Regions from separate parts of the Mustela erminea genome. Here region 1 is linked to region 2. The links are chromatin contacts, called in public Hi-C maps. All regions are on one chromosome and are shown on one strand. Each heading gives the region's core, a stretch centred on a gene start, on an enhancer-like site or on the middle of the called end of the contact. The rest is flanking DNA. Distances are from core to core; before and after follow the strand shown.

Region 1 (4,960 bases), core at 421-2,920, 180 kb after region 2:
GTGAAACCATGACTCTCAAAGAAATATAAAATGAACACATACCAAAGGTTTTATTTAGTTCTTTCATTAATGAGGAAACTGGTATGATTATACTCAGCCTAAAGGAAATTCCAAAATAGCACCCTTACATTATTCAGTCAGGGATGTGTGAATAATTTACAAATAAATGCAAAACTGGCTTGATCTGTAATGACCAGCGAAATCAATCAATGTTCCACCCAGTAGCCTTTGTATTTCTATGGACCAGAGTTGTTAGCGTTATTATCAGTTTTATAAATTTAAGGAGTTGTTGAATAGCTCGAGATATCAAAAGGCATAAATCCAATAGAATCATATAATCCCAAAGAGAGTGTCATAGATAACACGTAGACTTCAACTGAAGATGTCCAGTAATCTTTAGGTTACATTTCTTTCTTACACAATATATTTTTCTAACAAAAGTTAACCTTACTTTGTCTCTGTACATCAAAAGAAGTACAGATGTTTTATAAATAAAATAAACTTATATAAAAGGAAAACTCTTTCTTTCTTTCTTTTTTTTATACAAAGGAAAAAAACACATATTTTCTGCATCCATTGGAGCCCTGAAACAACATACTTAAAATGAAAGATTTAGAAGAGCTTAATTATGTTTACTTACCAGGGTGTAGGTGGGACTATGGGAAACCAGCAAGGGATGATAAAGCCATTATCAAAGTTAGACCTGAGAGAGCAAGGGGAGAGAGTGATTACAGGAAACCAGAAGTTCTGTCCCAAAGAGTTCTGTCTCATTAGTCACCCACTGGTTGACAGTCACCCACTGGTTGACAGTCACCCACTGGTTGACACCCACTGGTTGACAGTAAATACCCTGAAATCCTTTTCTTCCCACCTGCCTTACATTCAGTTGGTACCACCTGTTGGTAAGAATTAAGAGAGTTCTGGCTGAAGGGGACCAGGGAAAGCAGCTGCCCAGGGTGTACACACTGAGAATAGATCTGAAGGGGTGGAAAGAATACAAGAATATATCTAGTTCCTGTTCTGTGAATTCCACTTTTTCTCCCATGTAAGAGAGTAAACACTTTGATCTGGGGAGTTAGGAGGAAAAAAGAAAACACAGGAAAAATAAGTAAGGAGTCTTCCAACTAACTTATTTATATAATACTTGTTGAATAGCACTATGGGTCAGACACTGACTGATCCAAGTGCTGGGGATAAAGAGGTGAACAATACAGGTACAGATCTACTCTGCCACTTACTTGAAGGGTTTTTAAATGAAAAGAAAAAGGTGAATTGCACTTAACCTGTATATTAAATCAACAATTGTACAAATAGTCTTTAAAAAAATATTTAATGAACAGTTCTTAACATTTCTTATTAGCTGAGAAACAATCAGGCTAATTATATGGTGAGTTAGTTCCCTGTATCTGGATGTCCTCTAGCATATCCTCAGTGATGGTTCATCAGGTGATGAACCTTGAAAGAAGCTGAGTTAGTTCAAAAATTCACTCTTTTTATAAAATAGAAAAAGGATGTTTCTTTTCTTGGTACACCATGAAAAAATACCTTATACTACTAAAATGTTTTGGTCTTGTCTAAAAATCCAAAATATAAAGTTCTCATCATTTGAATTTGGAGATCTTATCTTTGCAGGTTAATTCTGCACTCCAGAATCTATCATCAGGATTGAAATGAAAGAAGACAAGATGAATGTGACCGAATTCATTCTAATGGGACTTACCCAGGATCGTCCAATGCAGAGAATTCTATTTCTGGTGTTACTTATCACCTACATAGTCACTGTCACAGGAAACCTACTCATTGTGGTTACTATCATTGGTAGCCAGGCTTTGGACTCCCCAATGTATTTCTTCCTGGCCTTCTTGTCTTTGATAGATGCATGCTATTCCTCTGCCATCATCCCTAAAATGCTAGCCGATCTGCTCTTTGATTCAAAATCTGTTTCTTTCAGTGGCTGCATGACACAGCTCTTTATAGAACATTTCTTAGGAGCTTCAGAGATTGTCCTCCTTGTGGTCATGGCATATGACCGCTATGTGGCCATCTGTAGACCTCTGTACTATGTGTCCATCATGAACCACCACACATGCTGCCTCCTGGTGGGTGTGTGTTGGGCAGTAGGTTTTCTCCACTCCATTGGACAGATTCTGGTTACTTTCTGGCTCCCATTCTGTGGTCCCAATATCATTGATCACTTCATGTGTGACATTTTCCCCCTGATACAACTTGCCTGCACTGACACTTTCCTTGTTGGTCTCTTGGTTGCTGCCAATGGTGGGGTAATCTCTGTGATCACTTTTATCATGTTATTGGTATCCTATGTGGTCATCCTGTGCTCCTTGAAGACTCACAGCTCTGCAGGGAGGAAAAAGGCCCTCTCCACCTGTGGCTCGCACATCACAGTAGTTGTCTTGTTCTTCGTGCCCTGTATTTTTATGTATCTGCGACCAGTAGCTACTTTTCCCATGGATAAAGCCATAGCCGTATTCTATACTCTTGTTACTCCCATGTTAAACCCTGTCATCTACACAGTCAGGAATACAGAGGTAAAAAATGCCATTAGACTGTTATTAAACAAGAATGCAATTACAGATGGTAAGTGACCCAATACAAAGATTTTATTTCTATCATGATTTTTACATTTTTATATTACTTTAAAGCACTTTCCATACCTCCCATGTGAGACAACGCCTACGAAAGAGAGGTATTATTATGATTATTGTTGTTTTACAGATGAAGGAAAAGGAAATTCAAAAACATTGAATAAGTAGCCCAATGTCAGACGGAGCTAGTGTGTGGATCTGCTTTTTTTTCTACATCCAAATCTGATGATCTTTCAACCATTCGAAGACTATTAGGGGGAAGAAAGGCAGTAATTCATCAGAACCGTTCTTGTTTTGTAACAAATTTAAAACATGCCTTTCTAGATACAGAGTTGTATAATGGCTTGTGTGTATAAGCAGTTGGTACTCAGAAAGCTGTACTGCCTACTGGCATATAGGACAGTGTGGAGTATAATTTAGAAAGAGGATACTTGCCAAGACCCTTTTGGCCCACAGTCGATATACCTAAAGTTTAAAGTTATTTTGGGGTTTCTTGTTCTGTTGAGTAAAAGTTGTCAGGAATTATAAAAATTAATGGTATTTAAACCGATGTGAAAATGTTTAAGTGTTTTCACATGGTCACCCCTTATAAAATTGAATTTCTATTGTTTTTATTTTACAGAAAAAAGTGGAAAATCAAAAGGTTTAAATAAGTAGATCCTAGAACATATAAGTCAGGCTTGAGCCCAAATATTCTTACTCTCCATCCTGTGATCTTTTCATTATATAGGGGGCTTGGACTGGTATTTGATAATGATTTGTTCTATAAAAATATTTGTTATTATATGCTATAGGCTATGACACTTTATCAGAGTAATAATTATTAGTACAATCAAATGCAAGTGTTTCTTAAAACATACAATAAAATATATTTTAAAAACAACTTTTACTATTAAAAAGCTGGCTTTACTTTTAGTTCCTTGAGACTGGAATCATCTCTGGAAACTGCTTTAGGAGGTCATTTATAAGGGATACGAAAAAACAGGAATCATTACACTTGAACGAAAAAAATATTTTTTAGCAAAACAACTTAAATGACTTTGTTGTGAATCAATTTTGGCTCTTTTTTTTTTTTAAGATTTGTTATTTATTTAACACAGAGAGAGAGATCATAAGCAGGCAGAGAGACAGGCAGAGAGAGAGGGGGGAAGCTGACCTCTCGATGAGCAGTGAGCCTGATGCGGGGCTTGATCCCAGGACCCTGAGATCATGACCTAAGTAGAAGGCAGAGGCTTTAACCCACTGAGCCACCCAGGCACCTTGATTTTGGCTCTTTTTAAAAATAAAGTCTGTTAAAAGAAGTCTATACCTAAATACAAATGTATATGCATGTCATAAATGTTCTAATAGCTTCTTCTTAAAAAAAAAAAACAAAACATTTTATTTATTTATTTTAGAATTGAGATAGTGTGAGCAGGGGGAGGGCCAGAGGCAGAAAGAGAATCTCAAGGAGACTCCACACTGAGCACGGAGCCCAATGCCAGACTCAGTCTAATGATGCTAAGATCATGACCTGAGCCCAAATCAAGATTTGGAACTTCAAACGACTGAGCCACTCTGGTGCCCCTGTAATTTTTTCTTTTGACAGAAAGTTCCAGGCTCCTACCTCACATGGATACCACATGTTTTATTAAAATCATCAGTTGATTGAATGATGTGAAAATATTTAACAAGCGTATTATGGTTAAGAAAATGTAGAGCAAAAACCTTATCTTCAGGATGAGGAGACATGATCTTATTTCTCACTATGCCATCATCCCTTTCCATGACACAAAACAGCTCTCCCTATTTCTACCAGTAGTTTACTTAGGTAATTCAGAAGCTATTTCCAAGTTCTGTGATTCTGCTTATGCCAATATTTTTATTATTATAAATACTGTTAATTTGCTTCTACTTCAGTTAGAAGAAGTAAAATTGGAAAGGTTATGAGAACACATCTCATCTCATGTAATTTTTCCATTACTCATAAACAACTTAGAAGATGTCCTTCTGGGCTAAAGGGTCTGTGGATTGGTCTAAGACAATATGAGTCCTGCTCTTTGAGAACATGTCCTTCTCCCTACTGAAATGTATGAAGCTGCCCACAAGAAAAATACTTTGGCAGGTATCTGATTTTTATGAAACTAGTCCCTGAGCCCATCAAACATCACATCCTACCTCAACTAGTTTCTCACCAGCTATGATGTGATCTAAATTTAATTCTTTTTCATTCTGGTTTACCATTCTAGATTGAAACTCTGTGTTGCTATCTCTCAAGGGTTACCAACCAGTCTGTCTTCGGATTTATATTCTGGAAATAGACTTTCTTGGGATAGCTCCAATAACTTATCTTTTGAACAATTATCTTCATGGCTAAG
Region 2 (5,421 bases), core at 50-2,549:
GGTCCAGCAGTAAGTGCTAGCATGTCATTTAAGATAAGGTTTTCCATGACTAGAGTTCAGAAACTCATATCTCTGGGAAGGCTATAACCTTTCCAATAAGAACATGAGTTGGGACATGTTTTTCCCAGAATGACTGAACAAAATTAACTTTTTGAGATTTTTAGTGTGGGATTCTTGCTACTATACCATGATTCTGCCTAAAATCTTTATGTTGGCATTCTGAATTGAATTACAATTAGCAATAACCAATTCTAAACCATTTTGGAAAGTAGGGAAAATGTCTAGGTAGTACCCATTTACTTAAATTTGTACTATCCATTTTTCTCCTCTATAACCTCTGTTGTAATAAATGCCTATTCCATGTGTGTGTGTATGTGTGTGTGTCTGTATTTTCAAACAAAGTATACTTTCATGAGTGGGAAGAATTTCTTTTTCTTTTTCTTTTTTTAAGATTCTATTTATTTTTTAGAAAGAGAGAGAGAGAGAGAGAAAAGAAGGGGGAGAGCACAAGCAGGAGGAGTGAGAGAGGGAGAAGCAGTTTCCCTGCTAAGCTAGGAGCTGGCTGTGGGGCTCAATCCTAGGACTCAGGGATCATGACCTGGGCTGAAGGCAGATCCTTAACCAGCTGAACCACCCAGGCATCCCAGGGAAGAATTTAATGTACTGGTCTCTTCTTAGATGGTTTATTACATGTTCAAAATTCAGCTGGATTAAATAAAGTTTAATAAATATTTAAGGGGCACTCTTAGTATGTCTGGGTCTCTCACTGCAGCAGGTGACATATTTTTTGATATTTGGAGCTCATAGTGAAGTCACTCAGAAAGCAGTTATCTAAATGTCAGGTAATCACTTTATGCTCCATGGACTAGATATTATTATGTAAACAAGGTTATTAAAGATGAGCATGTTTTCACAGTCAATGTCAGAAACCCAGAAAGCATTCAACAAAAAAAGAAATTACATACAAAATAAAAAATGAAGTATTCGTAGGCAGGATTCTGGAGAAAGCCGCTTCCTTGTTTTTCGGTAGGTCATGTCACAGATAAGCCCACTGCCATGTACCTCCCAGGTAGAGAACTGGTCTCCTTGTAGTTGATGCAAGAAATTTGTGGAAATGAAAACAGAAACTGTGGGTGGTGATTCTAAACTTTCATTCTCTAGAAAGTCACCCTGTGTGAGGCCCTGTGGGGCAAACGTGGTTGAGTGTGGCAACGGTTTTTGACACAAAGCATGCGATCCTCTCAAATTCATTATGGTCGTTTCATTTCCAGCCTCTGATGCCTGAGTTCAATGCCTTCCAAAGAATATATGGGAAATAGAAACAATGTGACAGAGTTTGTCCTTCTAGGGCTCACACAGGATCCTGAGGGGCAGAAAGTGCTCTTTGTCCCATTCTTACTCATCTACGTTGTGACAATAGTGGGCAACCTGCTTATCATAGTAACCATTATGGCCAGCCGGTCACTGCATTCTCCCATGTACTTTTTTCTTGCTTATTTATCATTTATGGATGCCATCTATTCTACTGTCATTGCTCCCAAGATGATTGTAGATTTGCTCTATGAGAAGAAAACTATTTCCTTCCAGGCTTGTATGACTCAAGTCTTTCTAGATCACTTATTGGCTGGTGCTGAAGTCATTCTTCTGGTGGGGATGGCCTATGACCGATATGTAGCCATCTGTAAACCACTTCATTATCTAATTATCATGAATCAGAGGACATGTGTTCTTATGCTGCTGGTGGCCTGGACTGGAGGCTTTCTGCACTCTATGGTTCAGTTTCTCTTTATTTATCAGCTCCCTTTCTGTGGCCCCAATGTCATTGACAACTTCGTATGTGATATGTATCCCTTACTGAAACTTGCTTGTACCAATACGTACCTCATTGGAGTTTCTATGATAGCTAATGGAGGAGCCATTTGCACTGGCATCTTCTTCATTCTCCTAGTTTCCTATGGGGTCATATTACACTCCCTTAAGACTCATGGTTTGGATGGGAAACACAAAGCCTTCCACACCTGTGCATCCCATATAACTGTGGTCATTTTATTCTTTGTTCCCTGTATCTTCCTGTATGCAAGGCCTAATTCTACCTTTCCCATTGACAAATTCATGACTGTAGTTTTGACCTTCATAACGCCCATGCTAAACCCCATAATCTACACCCTGAGAAATGCAGAAATAAAAAATGCCATGCGGAAACTTTGGAGTAAAAATGTGACCTCAGTTGACAGAGGGCTGTACTGCTCATGCAGAACAGGATATTCATTCTTTCACAGAATCGAGGACTGCTTCCATTATCAGTGATTACATCTTAAAAATGATCTCCTTTGGGTTAGTTAGCCTCTTTATTCTGAAATAGCTATATAAATTAATCTTTATCTAAATGGAGTATGTTACAACCCTTAGAGAGCAAGAGAATTGTGTAGGTTTAATCTCTGATCTATATAATCATACTGTGCTAAGGTTCTTCAGTGAGCAACAAATTTTGGTTTTACTTCAAGTTTTTGTTGGTGGAGTATGGTACCTCCACGGTACATAAAAATATGACCTAATAGAAATTATTCTCCTTAGTCCAAGAGAGTGAGATTTTAAAATTAAAAATTCACATTGTTTAAAAAAAACCTAATCTAACAGTAGAAATAAATTCCCTGTCAAATTAAATAATTAGAAATTTCACAGCACATGTTCATAGCTGAGGATAGATCTATGAGAAGTGAACTTTATTAGCTTTATACTGTGATGATAGCATATGGCTGATTTTCTATATCCTAATGAAGTTTTGGGCAGAAAACTTAAATTGTTCAATGCTTGTGTGCATCTAGATCAAATGACTCTTCTGGTAGTTGAAATACACATTTAGTCTTTCATATCACATTAGACTGTCAGAGTCTACCTACATTTAATTAAATTCTCTGGGTATACATTTTTAAAATTGTAATAAATGTTAAAAATTTTGTGAATATGTTTTGTTTTACATATGAATGCCTTTCTCCTCTGTAAACTTTATGATCTGGACTTAAGTAATAAGTCAAAAGTGACTTCTCTCTTTATAGTTTCTCTATAGAAATTTTGGAGGTTGATTACTGTATTACAAAAGTCATTTTTGAAGGCCCTGACATTACACATTACCTTGCTGAGAGGTCAACTCACAACACAGATTGGATATGAAATTGGTATTTTTTGCCCTCATCTTTCTTTCAATTTGTAATTGGATCCAGTGAGTGTATTTAGCAATATTAATGCTTCCATTTATTTAAAATGTATTGAATAAATGCCAGCCATGAAGTTTTATTTATTCTTCAATGAAGGAAATAACAACTAACCTAGGTATTTTAATCAGAAAGAAATCCAGTACAGTGGATTAAATACTTCAAAATGATCAGAATTGGTGGACCTACTACCTGGATACTGGTGTGCACGCAGTTGGGATCAAGGATTTACCACCAAAGTTATTATGCAGAAATGAGAAAGCTGAACTCAGAATGAAAAATGTGTGCATATACTTCTCAAAGTCCTTCCCTGTCCTAATTTTAAAAATAATATTAAAAAAATTTTTCAAGTTTTGCTTCTTACATTTACATCTTTAACCCATATAGAACATAAATGTTCAGGTATGGCGTGAGGTAGAAATATACATTCCTTTTAATCATAAGAATAAATTTCCCAGCACACTTACTGAAAACTACTGAATTTCCCACTACCCTGAAACACCTCTACTTTTATATATAAAATATCTGTATATCTATTCTTCTGTTTCTATGTAGTTCAATTAGTTGATCCATGAATAATAATATGGTATCTAAAGTGCTGCAATGTTTCAGATACCATTGTGATATTAAAAAAAAAAAAATCCCCCCAATGTTTAGTAGCTGAAAATACCAGCAATCACTTCATCATTTCAGTTGGTTTCAGTGGGTCAGGAATTTGGGAGCATTTCTGAGGGGGTAATTCTTGTTCAGGGTCTCTTGTGAGGTTACAGACAGAAACTGGGTGAGCCTGAGGTCATCTGAAAAGTTTAGTTACTCATGTAACTTGTACCTAGACTTTCAAGTCTTGAACAGTGGGAAATAGAACAAGTGGTACTCCTTGAGATCATAAGGGTGGGGTCCTATAGAACTGGTGTCCTTGTAGGGAGAGGAAGGGCAAGAGAGTTCTCTTTCTGAAATGTGTGCACAGAGGAGAGGCCATGTGAGGACAGTGTGAGAAGATGGATAGTCTACAAGCTGGGAAAAGAGGCCTCATCAGAAACTAGCCCTGTTGCTACCTTGATCCTGGACTTCCAGCCTCCAAGACTGTGGGAAAAATCAATGTCTGTTTAATCCTCCCTCTCTGTAGTATTTTGTTATGACAGCCTAAGCAGACTTTGATGATGATGATAAATAATTTAGATTTGGTGAATAAAGGCCTGACTTGAATCACCACAATTCAGTTATAAAGGTCATGGCTCCTCATCAAATCACCATATGTGAATAATACCTAAAGCTTGAATTTTTTGAATGAAGGAATCAATAGGTATCCTCGAATAGTCTGTGATAGCACCACAAAGAGGGATGTATATCTTCCTCTTTACCTTTTTCTACAGCATCTGAGATCATTTTGCCAGGGTAACTGTGCTCTGGAAAGAGAAATAATCAAACATTTCTGGAGATGACTGGAAATATGTTGCAAACTAGTGCTCATTCCTGTGGTCCAGTAGTCTGAAAGCAGACCAAAGGTGAAAGAAGGAGCAAAAGCTATCATAATGGGGCAGTTCCACATACACTGTTAGACTTCCATGTGTTCTACAGGAATACATTTCTGTTTTGGGTCCCTGGTCACTGGAGTATAGTTTCATGGAATGAAGGAAGGACTCAATAGAAGTATTTAAAACTAATCTTTCATTCCAAAATATTAAGCAAAAAGTAGTACCATATTTTTGGCTGCTAAAGAGATTTGATAGATGCAGAGAGTGAGTCTTACCACTTTCCCACTTAATTTACTTGCTTGGTTTGGGAACAAAATGGAGAGACAGGCTCAATCTGCATGGAAAATGGAAGCTTAAAACAAAATCTGGTATCATTAATATTTACTTTTTGTGATTTGCCTTTGTATGAGAAAATCCTGTAGAGTCAAAAAAATGTATTTGGTTATGATCTCTCAACATCGTCATTTCCTTAGACACCTGTCTAAGGTGTCTCCTCCCTTGGAAAACAAGGAGGCTCACTGAAGTAATTATATAGACCAATTAGGCAAGCAAAACAATGTCTTTTGTTTGGATTACTCTGCACAAAATGAGAATATCAGCTATTCCATGCAAGAAAAATAAGTTAGGATTTAAGAAACCTAAATTTGTATCCTTAATTTGTCTCAGATTCTTCATATGAAAAATTTTTTAAAAAGTGAATTAGGTACTCTTCAATAACTCATTCAATTTCCATT

Evidence for each region. Hi-C and Micro-C count contacts between places; a contact is called where the count stands out from the background.
Region 1: a Hi-C map of spleen shows a contact between it and region 2, with 3 times the contacts expected there. The contact joins the promoter of LOC116599457 here to the promoter of LOC116599873 in region 2. A contact is called at or near these places in 2 of 3 Hi-C or Micro-C datasets (fibroblasts and spleen).

The regions. Positions count from the first base shown.
Region 1 is chr9:98,192,287-98,197,246 of mMusErm1.Pri, forward strand. LOC116599457 (olfactory receptor 4C46-like) reads left to right here and starts at 1,671. Exons shown (of 1, transcript XM_032359309.1): 1 at 1,671-2,603. The coding sequence starts at 1,671. The coding sequence ends at 2,603.
Region 2 is chr9:98,017,245-98,022,665 of mMusErm1.Pri, forward strand. LOC116599873 (olfactory receptor 4A15-like) reads left to right here and starts at 1,300. Exons shown (of 1, transcript XM_032359825.1): 1 at 1,300-2,307. The coding sequence starts at 1,309. The coding sequence ends at 2,307.